Linked DNA regions of Zea mays: region 2 is linked to region 1. Evidence: chromatin contacts called from public Hi-C data. All regions are on one chromosome and are shown on one strand. The core of a region is the stretch at or near the end of the contact, and the rest is flanking DNA. Distances in the headings are between cores, read along the strand shown.

The links. Hi-C and Micro-C count contacts between places; a contact is called where the count stands out from the background.
Region 2: a Hi-C map of leaf shows a contact between it and region 1, with 7 times the contacts expected there. The contact joins the promoter of LOC109944008 here to the enhancer-like site in region 1. A contact is called at or near these places in 2 of 25 Hi-C or Micro-C datasets (leaf and an unstated tissue).

Annotation. Positions count from the first base shown.
Region 1 is chr2:84,826,591-84,833,101 of Zm-B73-REFERENCE-NAM-5.0, reverse strand. LOC542319 (acetyl-coenzyme A carboxylase) reads right to left here. Exons shown (of 33, transcript NM_001111903.1): 21 at 6,445-6,511; 22 at 5,984-6,073; 23 at 5,737-5,913; 24 at 5,494-5,571; 25 at 5,288-5,410; 26 at 4,955-5,194; 27 at 4,457-4,737; 28 at 4,138-4,372; 29 at 3,685-4,037; 30 at 3,385-3,598; 31 at 3,073-3,252; 32 at 833-2,992; 33 at 108-614. The coding sequence ends at 558. Among protein-coding and RNA genes, the nearest start is that of LOC542319, 9.4 kb to the right of the region's middle. Within about 2 kb of position 1,986, at least 4 of the 20 cell types and tissues checked have an H3K27ac peak or open chromatin away from gene starts, as enhancers often do.
Region 2 is chr2:85,047,378-85,053,713 of Zm-B73-REFERENCE-NAM-5.0, reverse strand. It overlaps LOC109944008 (transcription factor RAX2), which reads right to left and starts at 3,976. Exons shown (of 3, transcript XM_020548353.2): 1 at 3,477-3,976; 2 at 2,415-2,544; 3 at 739-1,991. The coding sequence starts at 3,612. The coding sequence ends at 1,175.

The DNA of each region.
Region 1 (6,511 bases), core at 737-3,236:
TACCTGATGATTATGTTCGCGCCCGGGTCTTGATGCCCCGAAATCCGGGTGTGACACTATTACACCTCCCTAAACCATACAAAACCTAGTCCTAACAAATTCTGATGTCGAATGCTAATTCAACAACTTTATTTCACGTAGAGGTACGGTACATATGCTTACAAAGAACATGTTATTTGAGTTCAAACTTTAATGAACCGCTAAATTGTTTATTTGTATCCGCATTATACACCCTAAAAGTACAGCATGGCGCCACTGGTAATACATCTCAGAACTACGGTTTAACAACTTTCTGCCTTACTGAACCACTGCAAAACCAGAACAGGTTCACTCGCTCTTGCTCTCGGTCTGTCTAAACCTTTGTGCTTACACCTGGCAGAACGCACATATCCAATATACATCCATCAACCATAGCACCAGGTCCAAAAGAAAATTCCAAGAAATAATAGTCGACTTAAATCAGACATGATCAATCAAGACCAAGCAATATCCTTCTATGTATGTACTAGAACAAAAAGATGTGACATGCACACATTGTGTTGGATGTGTTGGTATCATCAATCAAGGACCTTCTTGACTTCCTGAACAAACTTCGCTCTCTGAGAGGGATCCATCTGATGAGCAGCATCCAAAGACAAAGCAGGGTGAGAAGGCAATGGTTATGTGTTAGAATCATCTACTGATAAGATGTCATGTATGTTTGGAATTAAGTGCCCAGCAACATGCAATTGAAATAGAGCTCTAAAGAAGTGAGACGCAACAGACACCAACCAATCGAAGACCACAGGTTAATTGCAAATAAAAAATAAGGTGAAACTGTAAGCAAATTTACCTTATCTAATAGCGTAGAAAGACCCTGCGAGAATGCTTGCAGATCTGAACTGGAGTCAGCAAGATCAGAGAGCGAATGAGACACTTTTTGAGCCCTAAGCTTTTGGATATGCCCCTTGTAGTTTTCAGGACTGTCCTTCCAGGCAACAAAAGCATCATCGTCATCCCATCCAGTGCTTCCTGTTGTGGCCTGAGAAGCAAGGTACCATTCCTTGATGAGCTCCATTGCTAATTGGTGCGTAAATTTATCACCGACTATCTGCCTTATTTCTTTTGCAAGAACATCTTCTGCGATCCTCCTCCGTAGCCTTTTATAGAAGAACGAGCGTGATTCTTCCCAGTCTACAACTTTCTTAATCACACCTTTAGCTGCCATTCTTAGGGAAGTATCATGCAATTCAGCAAACCGTATTGCAATCTGGGTATATAAAGGCAGCAACTGTTTCGTACGTGCTTCTATACTCTTCCGAATCCCTTCTATGTCTGGTAGACTTCCATTTCCATGATTTACATCTTGGAGTTTTGCTTTCAGATTTATCAACTCTGGGTCAAGCCTACCCATACAGTCTTGGAGTTCCTCTGACCTGAACTTGATTTCAATTAACCCTTGAGGTTCGAGAACATTACCTTTGGCAGTCCTTTCAGCATAACACTCAATGCGGTCTGGATTTATTTTGCTATCGACCACAACCCAAGCTCCTCCACGAAGCTCTCCAGCCATAGGAATGTACACAAAAGCAGGCTGATTATATGTCCTAAGGTTCTCGACAATTGTTGACCCAGCCTGAAGAATTCCTTCAAAGAGATCTCTTTGTCCACCAGAGAAGCCTCTCCAATTAGCCAGGATGAACAGAGGCAATCCTTCACGGTTGAAGTCTAATAATGCCTGAGCGGTCTTGGTTGCAGAATCTGGGAACCACACTTGTCCAGCACGAGGGACAGATCGCTCATGGGAATCAAGCTGACCTGGATCAGCAGGGATGATCTGCATCATGGTCTGTGTCTCCACAGCTATGACGCCCACAGGAATTCCTCCAAGCTTTGCTCTGCCAGTAACCACTGTTTTTGCCCATCCTTCAAATGTCTCCACAAAGCTGTCTTTGTCAAACATACCACCCAACCATTTCCCTTGGCTGTCATCTACACCACAGATAGCTGCACGTGGATCGCATGTGTTCTCAGGGATGTAAGCAACAGGTCTGTCTGGAGGGTCCAGAGGTTTGGTAATAGGAAGAGGTCCACCAATGTTTGCAGGAACATAGCTGAGCCACCTCAATATATTGGAAACACCTTCAAGGTCATCTGGAACAGTGAGGTGGACAACACCATTGGTCGCCATGATCTTAGGACCACCAAGCTGCATGTGGGAGCTGTACACTTCCCGCCCAAGGAGCTTGTTCAGGGCAGAAAACCCTGTTAAAATAATAGGCTGGTCAAGACGCTGTATGCACCGTATACCAAGTCGAGCAAGATAAGCTCCTATTCCTACAGTCCGCCCAGTCACAAATGTAAGTGTAAATGTCTCCTCATATGCCCTAGAATAAGCACTGGCAATAGCAGCACTTCCATGTATGTTCTCGACACCAAGCCCATCCTCCTTGCCCACAACAGAGTCAATAATCCACCTAATTTCACCACTATCTAGCTCCAGCTTATGTGCTATAACAGAAGAGCTAATGCGAGCATAGTCTTCTTCAGTCAGATAGATGTACTGAAACCCTCGTTCAGGACTGCCTTCGTCAGACCATCCAACACGGAAGCAAGATTTTACTTCATCAGCTATGCCAATCCTAGCACCAGAGTTTGCTGCCAAGTATATAAGAGGAAGTTTCCTTTCGCAAGCCAGGTTAGTGACAGTTTCAAAAAATGCATCTTCCCTTGGGCCAAATGATCCAGCTCTGAAAGTGATATCATTTGCTACAACAATAATCTGCCTGCCATTGGGAAATTCAGGTGTTGACATCTCCATGATCCAAGCGACCATACCAATGTCGTTGAGCCCAGCAGGGCGTTCCATCGGAATTATAGGAGTGCCCCAGGACCCATGTTTTTCAGCAAACACTAGCTCAGTTGCCTTCACGTAGGATTTACTATTTTCATTGCCTTCAGAAACAGTAGAGCCATTGGACTGCCATGACTTCTGCAGTGCAGTTTCAAAGGCCTACATTTTTTCCATCATTATGAGCTTAGGTTAAAAATAACTACAGATGGTTATTGACAGGGGAAGGGGGGTCAACTCACCAGCGGAAAATCATAGCAATATGTTGTTCTGTTGTTCCTAGCAGAGCAGCGCTTTAGATCAATCACACTCAAAGGTTGATATGGATTATTCAGTGCAACACCATGCAATGGTCCAGCTGACGAAGTGGCTGAATGGTACACTAACTTCTGCGATTCTATTTCCTCCACTTCTCGGTATATCTAAAACCATTAGAAGTACTATGTGCTTCAGAAAATAATGACATGGATGGCAGTTAAATATAAGAACCACACATTGACTTGTATTGTGATGTGTGCAATGTACAGAATACTAAAACAGTAGGGACAACTTACATCAATGGTGCAGGTGTGACCAGTAACATTTGTAGTTACAACTCTCCAGGTACCACTTGCAGGGCCATCACAGTCCAACTTGAGTTTCACCTCCCACTGGCATACAGACAGATGATGCATCCTTGCACCAACAAGCTCATGTATCTTCAAAGCCATTGATTTTAAAAGTGAACAAGCGGTAGCTTCATCTTGGCCAACATCAACAATTGTACTCCTGAGTAATACGAAAAGCTTGTTAAGGAGACTGATATAATAGTCAATGCATAAACATTTCCTGAAAATGATTATGTGCACACTTACCCTGAAAATGGAATGAGGTCAAGAAGCTTTTGCTCTTTCAGTATGCACAAATACATGTGAGAATGACCTGTCCTAATTGCATGAAGCTCTAATTCTTCAATAGCAGTCATCAATGATCTTAAGATGCTATTTGATGTAAATGAAAGAGATTCTTCGGGACATCCTACTTCAGCGTCGCTGATCTGAGCCGATGTAAACTTGTTGCCTGCATTGGGTTGCCTGACAATAGTTCGGAAAAACACCCTATGCAACATTTTGGGGTTTTCAGTATTTCTTAGTGTGTAGATATGCCATTGGCGGTCACGCGAAGGAGTATACTTCATTTCATTGTATCCTTTCACCTTCAACTTATCCTGTATTCATAATAGGCAAAATCAGTAGTGAAGAAAATAAGCATAAAATAACAATAACATAATGTAGCAAACAAGCATGCAGTTATTTTGATAAACAGACCAATTCAAGAAGTGTAGAGAGGGGAGGCTCCACATGCCGGAGAATCTGCTCTTCTTCATAACAACTCTTGTCATCCAACCAGAGGAATGTGTGGCGCATTGGCATGCGAGCTTCATCTCTTTGAACAATGCAACTTATAACCTTCAAACCAGCAGCTTGGAGATCACTTGCAACGCTAGTATCCTTCAGTATCTTGCTAAGCTTTTCCATCTTATGTTGAGCTTGATCATCACTGCTGAAAGAAATGAACTCAGTTAAAAAAAGAGTAGCTCAACATAGACAAAAACTCCTTTGGACCTAATATTGCATTAGAACAAACCTTATTCCACTTATATTACTTTCATTTTCAGCACTCAATAATGCAATGTGCATCATGTTGCCCTCAGAGCTGTTGAACTGTGCCGAATCCTTTAATGCAGCCACAATGGCTGTTGACGCAGATTCAAGTGATTTGAGAACGACCATGGCACCCCATCGCTTCCCACCAATAATAGCCCCATGTCCATTTCTAGTATCAACATGCCCTTCATAAAATTCCCAAAAAGTAATAGCACCAGATTCCTTGAATTTCATTTGGATGCTATCCTTTACAAGATGAGGCTGAAAAAAATATTGGCAAGTTAGCCAGCACATTGTGCATTAACAAGTTGGGAGATCACAATTTCTCACACCCAGTTAATTTCAGCCAATCGTCAGCATCTCATTTCTCAATGTTTCTTTGTGTCAAATGAAAAGATGAGCATTCCATGTAGGGTATCTAACATATCAGATATGCTTAGTGAGACTATGGAAGACATTAAGTTAGTTGATATAATACCTGGTACAATCGTGATATGTATGTCTCAATCACTTTCTGCTGAACAGTTCGATCACTGTAATCAAACAAAGAAATCAGAGCATCTTCAACAGGTAATGGGGCAGAGACTAAATCTTCCATGTTATCCTTAATACTCATTTCTCCCTTATGCATCCCCAGATCCGAAAGGCTTCTTGCAACGCTTGCACGGAGTTCACTTAGTTTGGTTTGTTCAAGAAGTTCACTTGCTTTAAGGGCCAACTGTGTTTATTAAGATGCATGGAATTCATTAGGAAAAATATCAAAATAAATTATAATGGGAATATCTATCTAAGTTATTTCTAACCACTGCACCTTATAATATCTTTTATGATTGAGGGAAGAAAAGCGAACTAACAGATCCCTGTAACCACCAGGATTTGGATAAACCAGCTTTTCCATAAGTGCCGTTACAAGCTTAGCTTTGTTCCTCACACCCTGTGAATAAAATCACACTATCAATAACAAAGATTGTTTCACTAATCATTTGCATAAATGTCACCAGCCATAAAGAAATTTACCTGGTGAGACAACACAATGTCTACAACCTTCTGCAGGTCTTTACTGTGCTGATGCCGCAATGTTTCAATCACGTCAGACTGCCATGAAATAAATAGAGAAAAATAGCAAGTCAGATTGTTCAAGTAAATTCCAGCTGAAGCAATGCAAAAAGTCTCTCCTAACTAAGATAATGGAAAGTACTGAACATTTTGTGTGTTTTTTTTTCTAATACTGATCTGTTCAGTCTTATAATGTGCAATAACCTGAATGCCATCACTAAAAAGTTCTTCCACTGTAAGATACTCCTCGAAAAGAGACTTGACAACAAAATGTGCATGGCTCTCTCTCCCACCCTCATATGACTTCAGTAGGTTCATAAGAGGCTCAACAAGCCTCTCATTTGTAGCCTTTTCCTTCTCTGAACCATAAGAAAGATTTTCCTGCAGAGAAAGCACCAGTTAAGACAATAGCGAACAGTTTAAGGGATACCACAAAAGAAGCATAACTGACCTCAATGATGTCTCTTAGCAACTTGGATGGAAAGTCCTCGTTTTTTCCATGGTAAAAATTCAACTTGTATTCCTTGTATTTATCCTCTAACTGCATGCATGAAAGATAAAAACATCAGAGCTAGAACAAAAAAGGATTATGTAAGGACATACCAGAAAAACTATAATCACAGAATCAAAACAAACTTACTGAAAGATTCAAATGCTAGAGTGAAATATTCTGAGTTTTCAATTTAACAATCAAGACAATTTCAAATTTTACAAAACAAACTGCAGCAAACTACAGGGTTTGTGAGCATAACACGGTGCAAACTAATGTTATAAAATACCATAGTTTCTCTGATGGCTTTTTCTGCCATCAACATAAGCCAATGTGTAAAAATAAGATAATATATCTATCTACTAAAATGGATCATCTTTCCTTTAATCCAGATTGGCTATATCTTGCCAATTGTCTCATACCTCACTCTTGAGATTTCTTGGAAGCCTCGTTGCTAGAACAGACATAAGTTCATCCCACTGTAGGAAA
Region 2 (6,336 bases), core at 2,727-5,226, 220 kb before region 1:
AATGTCTGTCCATGATCTGACGCAGTAGTAAAGTATGTTAAAAAAAAAGAGTAAAACCCGGACAGGAATCTTTGGCTCTCCCTGACCCTGATGGTCGATCTCTCTGGTAGAAGTGGAATCTTTGCATCGCGAGCGCTAAAACGATGCGGGTGTCTGACAGACAAGGCACGTTTCTTATCACCCTATGGCACGTACGTACAACATAGTAGACTGGCAATGCGCGCGGCGGACACGGCAGGCCGGACTCGGTCGTCTTAGATGTACTAGCTTATTTACGACCTCCAACGTACACGCCCCCTCCTCCTCCTCCCATGTGCATGCATGTCGTCGTCCTATCATGCTAGCTCATCTCATGCATGCATGCATGCATGAATATGGACGTCGTCGTCCCGTCCCGACCCACTACCGCTACAACTCACAAGATGTACGTTGTTTCCCACATGCACTTTTGCCCTGCTGCAGTCGTGCCACATCGATCCCACAGCATCGATCAACCAACCAATCTACTAGCGCGCTGCATGCGCAACAGAGTTCAATGTCATGGCCGTCCAAGCATCACATCAGCAGGCACATATACAGTAGGAGGAACGAAGGAAATAAATAATGGTGCATGCACACAGTGCAGATATCATCAGCAATATCCAGCTAGCTGCACTGCACTAGCAAATGATGAAGAAGGCCTGACCCAGCCAGTAGTGTACCCTGGTGGTGTCCAGACTCCCAGTCCAAAGAAACAGCTAGGAAACACACGGTAACAAGTCTTGCAACAGTGTACCTCATCTTGCTCTGATGCTCGTGACACTATACCTCTCTGGTGAGGCAAAAGAGAGAGAGAAAGAGAGACAAGTACAACAGTAATATATAGGAGGAGAGAGAGAGAGGAGAGGGCAGAATTTCTTCGATCCCATGTCACGGTCACATACACAGCCTGTAACACGCACGCAGCATCCTGCACGTGTATGCAGCCATGACACAGGGTAATTAACGTGCCCACACACACACGTACGCACGCGCACGTACTAGCACACTACACGTACGGCCATAGAATCAGAAGAGAAGTAAGAAGAAGCAAGAATACAGCAGTAAAAATCAAACACACACCTTGCGCGTTGATCATCAATCGCTTTTACCCTGTGTCGTGTCGTACGTCCATCTCTCAGAAGCAGTCGTCAATTTACATCATCGTCACCTTATTCCCTTGCGAGCCGCCGAACCCTTCAATCCCGCCGTTGTCGTCGTCGTCGTCGTGGCTGCCGGCGGCGTGCAGAGTATCGGCGGCGGCTGTGCTCATGAGCAGCTGCTTGATCTCCTCGTAGTTGTACTCCACAGGCACTAGATGCTGATGGGCTTGCTGCTGGTGAGCGTCCTGCAGCTGCTGCATCAGCCTGCCGCAGTTGTCGTGCTCCATGCCGCTGCCGCCGTTGCTGTAGCCGAACAAGTAGCCGTCGAAGCTCAGCTCCTTGCCATGGCCATTGCCGTACTGCGGCTGGTGCTGGCTATGCGCGCCGCCGCCGTCCGACGAGCTGCAGCTCTGCTGGTCCCTGCCGAACACGATCATGCTGCCGCTCTCCTCCTTCACCACATGCTGCTGGTGCTGCTGCTGAAACTGCTGCTGCTGCTGCGCGTGCAGCAGTGACGTTGGGATGCCAAGGCCGGCGCCGCCGCCGGGGCTTAGCATGTAGTCCTGGTGTGGCGGCGGAAGTGCTAGCGCGGGGATGATGGGGTCGTCGTGGTGGAGGGCTCCTCCGCCTGCGCCGGAGAAGAAGCTGTTGTAGGTGGCCAGCTGGGGTAAGGAGGGCAACGTTTGTTGGAGCATCAGGTTGAGGCCGGGCCGGTGGTGGTGGTGCTGCTGCTGCTGCTGCTGCCGTGGTGCGCGGTGAGGGTGTGGCGCGGCTGAGGAGCCGAGGAGCTTCTTCTTCAGCTTGGTGTTCCAATAGTTCTTGATGTCGTTGTCGGTGCGCCCGGGCAGCTGCGACGCGATGATCGACCACCTGAGATGTCATGTGTAATACACGCAGATGATGAATTAGCATACGCATTCCGTTCTTCTTGTTGGTTTGATTTCATTTTCTCATGCACACAGCTCAAGATAGAGGGAGATTTTGTGTGTAGACCGCCATCAAGAATATTGGTTCTTGGTCTTTTGTAACTATAGCTAGAGAATCACTTTTAGAAGTAAAAAAACTATCTAGAGCTAGCTATATGTAATGAAAGTTAATCTTCCTTCTTCTCAAGTGTGAATTCTGAACTCCCTCTTGATTAGTTTGCATATATTTCTACATTAAGGTACTTGTATATGTAAGAACAAATTAAGGACGATTAATGCGTGTGGACTTTTGGGTCATCATAATGGTAAAAAGGAGTTAATCCATAATAGATAGGACTACATATATATCCAGTTTTTTTTCACCCACCTGCTTCCTATACTTGCATACATGCTGCAGATGACCCTGTCTTCGGTCTCAGTGAACTCCCCGTGCTTAATGTTAGGCCTCAGGTAGTTTAACCATCTAAGTCTGCAGCTCTTGCCACATCTCCTCAACCCTAGAATCAAAATAACAGAATACGCGCCATTAGAAACTCCGAGTAGTCACTCTTGTGATTTTTTTTGGTTTTGTTTGGCGAACACAGAAAAAATTGAAGACGATATATAGAAAGTAGCATGCAATTATGGGCGTAATATGAAACTATCACATGCATGGGAAGAAGACTTGTATGGCAATCCTTCTTCGGTTAGGAACCTGGACTTTGACTTGCCACTACAATTAGAGTCCTGCTATAGTCGCATGACACCTAACTGCGAGACTAGCTAGGGACATCACTGGTCCTTAAACCATAAACAACGCCACGATCTTTGTCGGAATACTACACATCCAAGGAAATATACTCCACATCGATCCAAGGAAATGGTCAGTGAAAACCCCAAATACCAAGATCGAAACGCAAAATACCAAGCATAGCGAGATTGTAGGTAGTGCATAGCAGAGAGAAAGCTTTGATTCTAAAAGTGTGCTGAAAAGAAGTTATGATGATCCTGACTAGAAGGAGACCATCAAACTGGGAAGTAGTGAAGCTAATGAATCTTGAAGATCAATAGAATCCTAGCAAGTTGTAGACAAAGGGAGTAGAGGGGTGAGGAAGAGGGAGCAAAGTTTCATGAGCGTTCTTATAGTAAATTCATGAGAGATACCATGTATATGTTTTTCTTCTTTTTTTTCTTATAAACAAGTTGTCTCAGAACAATCCTAATTTGAAGTCATCCCAAACAGATCCAAGCAGAAAAAACATAAATAAGGGGGCAAACAAATTAGAAACAAAAAAAGAAAGAAAGACATCAGCACCAAGAACCTAGACTGTTTGGACTCAAACTCAACTGTTAACATCATGAAATCCCCAAACCAGCTGATGAAAAGCCACATCACATCTATGACTCTATGTATATGTAGGTTGATAAATCATGCACATATATATACTACCTGCTTTTTGAGGGAGAGCAATCCAATTCCCACCGGTGCCATGCTTCTCGATGAACTCCTTGAGCTTGGCGTCCTCCTCAGGAGACCATGGCCCTTTCTTCACATTGTTCTTGTCGCAGCACGGAGCCCTCCCCATGAGGTTTCAGCAGTGAGATGTGCCCGGAGACGAAGCCAAAAGCAACAGCAAGCTACCAAATCCCACTGCTCCTGACCTTTTTTTTTTGTTGTTAATTTTCTAGCTGCCTGCCCAGGCAGCTTGCTCTGTGCTATCTAGCTAGATGACATAGCAAGGAACACTGCCCTTTGTTGAGAGGCACAGAAAGCAAGGATAGGGAGAGGAAGAGGAGACATCACACAAGGGAACAAGAGAGCACATAAAATATATAAGACTGACGAGGGCGACAGTGAGGCTAGCTGAGCTGCAGAGAGAGGATGATAGGGAGAGACGAAGGGAAGGGGTAGGAAGTCAATGTGTGGGATAGTATTTGTTTGGTTGCAATCACCTCCTGCTTGATGGTTGGCCCCTACAAATCTCAGCACTCAAGGGGGGAAAAGGTTGGCTATTAGTTTCATAATAAGAGCCCCCTGTCTTTTCTGTAAACAAAGTACACTTGCACATGGAATCGCCCAAGGCGCGTGTTTGTTTGCAGGTAGCCTGGCACTGGATGGCATCCGGCCGTAGAGTGAATCACTAAAGTCAGTGTGTACTTGGGCTAAATGTGGTCTGTCTCTGTCTCTCTCTCTCTCTCAGGAAATTTGCATACTTTTTTTTGGAGAGATTATTAGTAAGTGGATGCATGGCACATGAGATGGATAGTTTTCAGTGATGATGCCTATCTTTGGTATTAGAGTGTTTTTTAATCTGTGATATGATTTGATAGATGGCAAATTAAGTACAGCTAGCCGGCCTGGACATATGTATATCTGGATACAAAAAAGGCAATGTGTGGTGGATAGCGTTAGCGTCTGACTGATGTCTAGTTTTTGGCGATGTGGATCCATATATATGTAGTGTAGTGTTCCCATTTGAAGGCACATTATTGGGAGTAGGTAAAAAGAAATACTACTGTTTTGTGTGAAACTCCACAGTATTAGTTCCAAAAATATAATGATCTTTCTAGCTCTACAAATTAATTAACTTGAGTTAAGCTAATAATATGATTATACTGTTAAAATATAAGTGAATCGTAAATCTCTTCCTATAAGCTTAAGTTTTTTAGTTGAATTGTTTGAAGATGAAATGACTCCGCACAATATCTACACTACACCAAAATAGTAAACTTTCTAGAGCCTAAACCCTAGGAAGTTAGGCCTAAACTTTAGGAAGTTAGCGAAACTCTCGGAAGTTAAGTCATCCCGTCGGAAGTTTGGCTCTCGAAATTTTTTTGTCGGAAGTTAGCTTAACTTCCTAGAGGGCTCTAGGAAGTTACCTAACTTCTTACAGCTTAATAAACCTCTCGGAAGTTAGTAGATTCTCGGAAGTTAGTAGTTTCACGCCGTCAGCGCCGTCAGCTGACTAACTTCCTATTGGCTTGTGAACGGATGAAACCTAACTTCCTAGAGCCAGCCGTAGGAAGTTAGTTAAGTTCCTACGGTTTTGTAACTTCCGACAGCTTTTATAAAAAACTGTAGGAAGTTATGTTTATTTCCTAGAGGTATCAGTTGCCTCTCGGAAGTTATGTATTTCCTACGGTTTTATATAAAAGCTGTAGGAAGTTAAAAAACCGTAGGAAGTGTATGATTTTGGTGTAGTGCTAATCAAGTGAATCATATAGATTTGACTCCATATGAAGCAAGGTTTTAAATAACTGCATGGACGATATATCCCGATATATCATTTTTATCAGTGAAAAGTTATGTTTCATTATATTGTGATTTATCCTGATATTTGCAAGTTTGAGAAGGGTGAGGATAAACTATGTATCCGGCTATTTAAAACACAGCTACGACGAAGGTGGTATCTATAATCAGTTGTTTTTTTCATTCAGTCGTCTGAAATTAAATTAAAACCAGTATGACAACTGAAATTTTAAAGGCGGGTACACAGATTTCAAAGGTCGGAAACTTGTTACGCCAAAACTCTAACCGGCCGGGGATGGAATCGGCATGAGCTGGCCGGTGTATTAGTGCGCAGGCAGGCAGGCAGGGAGGTAGGTAGGCAGCAGCTAGCCTCCCTGGCCTCTCCAATCCATCCTCACGTATACTTTTTGTCGTCCACGGACGGCCGAGTTGTAAAAAGCCCATGATGCAGCAACTAAACAGCGTTCATGCATCTGCTGCCTCCAGGCACACATGTATATATATACAGTACATGCGTACTGGGACTGATGAGTATGTAGTTATATAGACGTATGTAGTAAGTACGCAAGACCTGATATATATCAGGGTACGTAGACGCCGGTTGGCCTCAGACGCCGTGCACGTTTGGAGGCCCAGTAGGTGAGCTATGTTTACTGTGTAGGCTCGACGTGCGGTTCAACCTTGGGTTTCATCGTAGGCACTGAGATTATATAGGAAGTATGCGCATCTCAGCCCTAGCTTAGGTAGCTAGCAGCCTAGTAACACTATTATATTACAGGCCAGTCTTTGTCTTGTCTGCAAATCGACCAAGGAGGAAGCTACTACATGCATAGCGGCTCCGCCTGTGTGTTGTACTCAAATGTTCTCGGGAAGTTAACTATTTTAATTTTGTATAAATATAAAAAATGTTAGATAGTATTAATTAATATTATTCGATAGTTCTTTAAATTTATCTCTATGGCATTTTTATTTGAATATTAAAATATTGATAATATTTGTTATGATATTAGCTAAATTTAGAAAAAACAACTTTAACCGACGCAAATAAATACAGTAACAA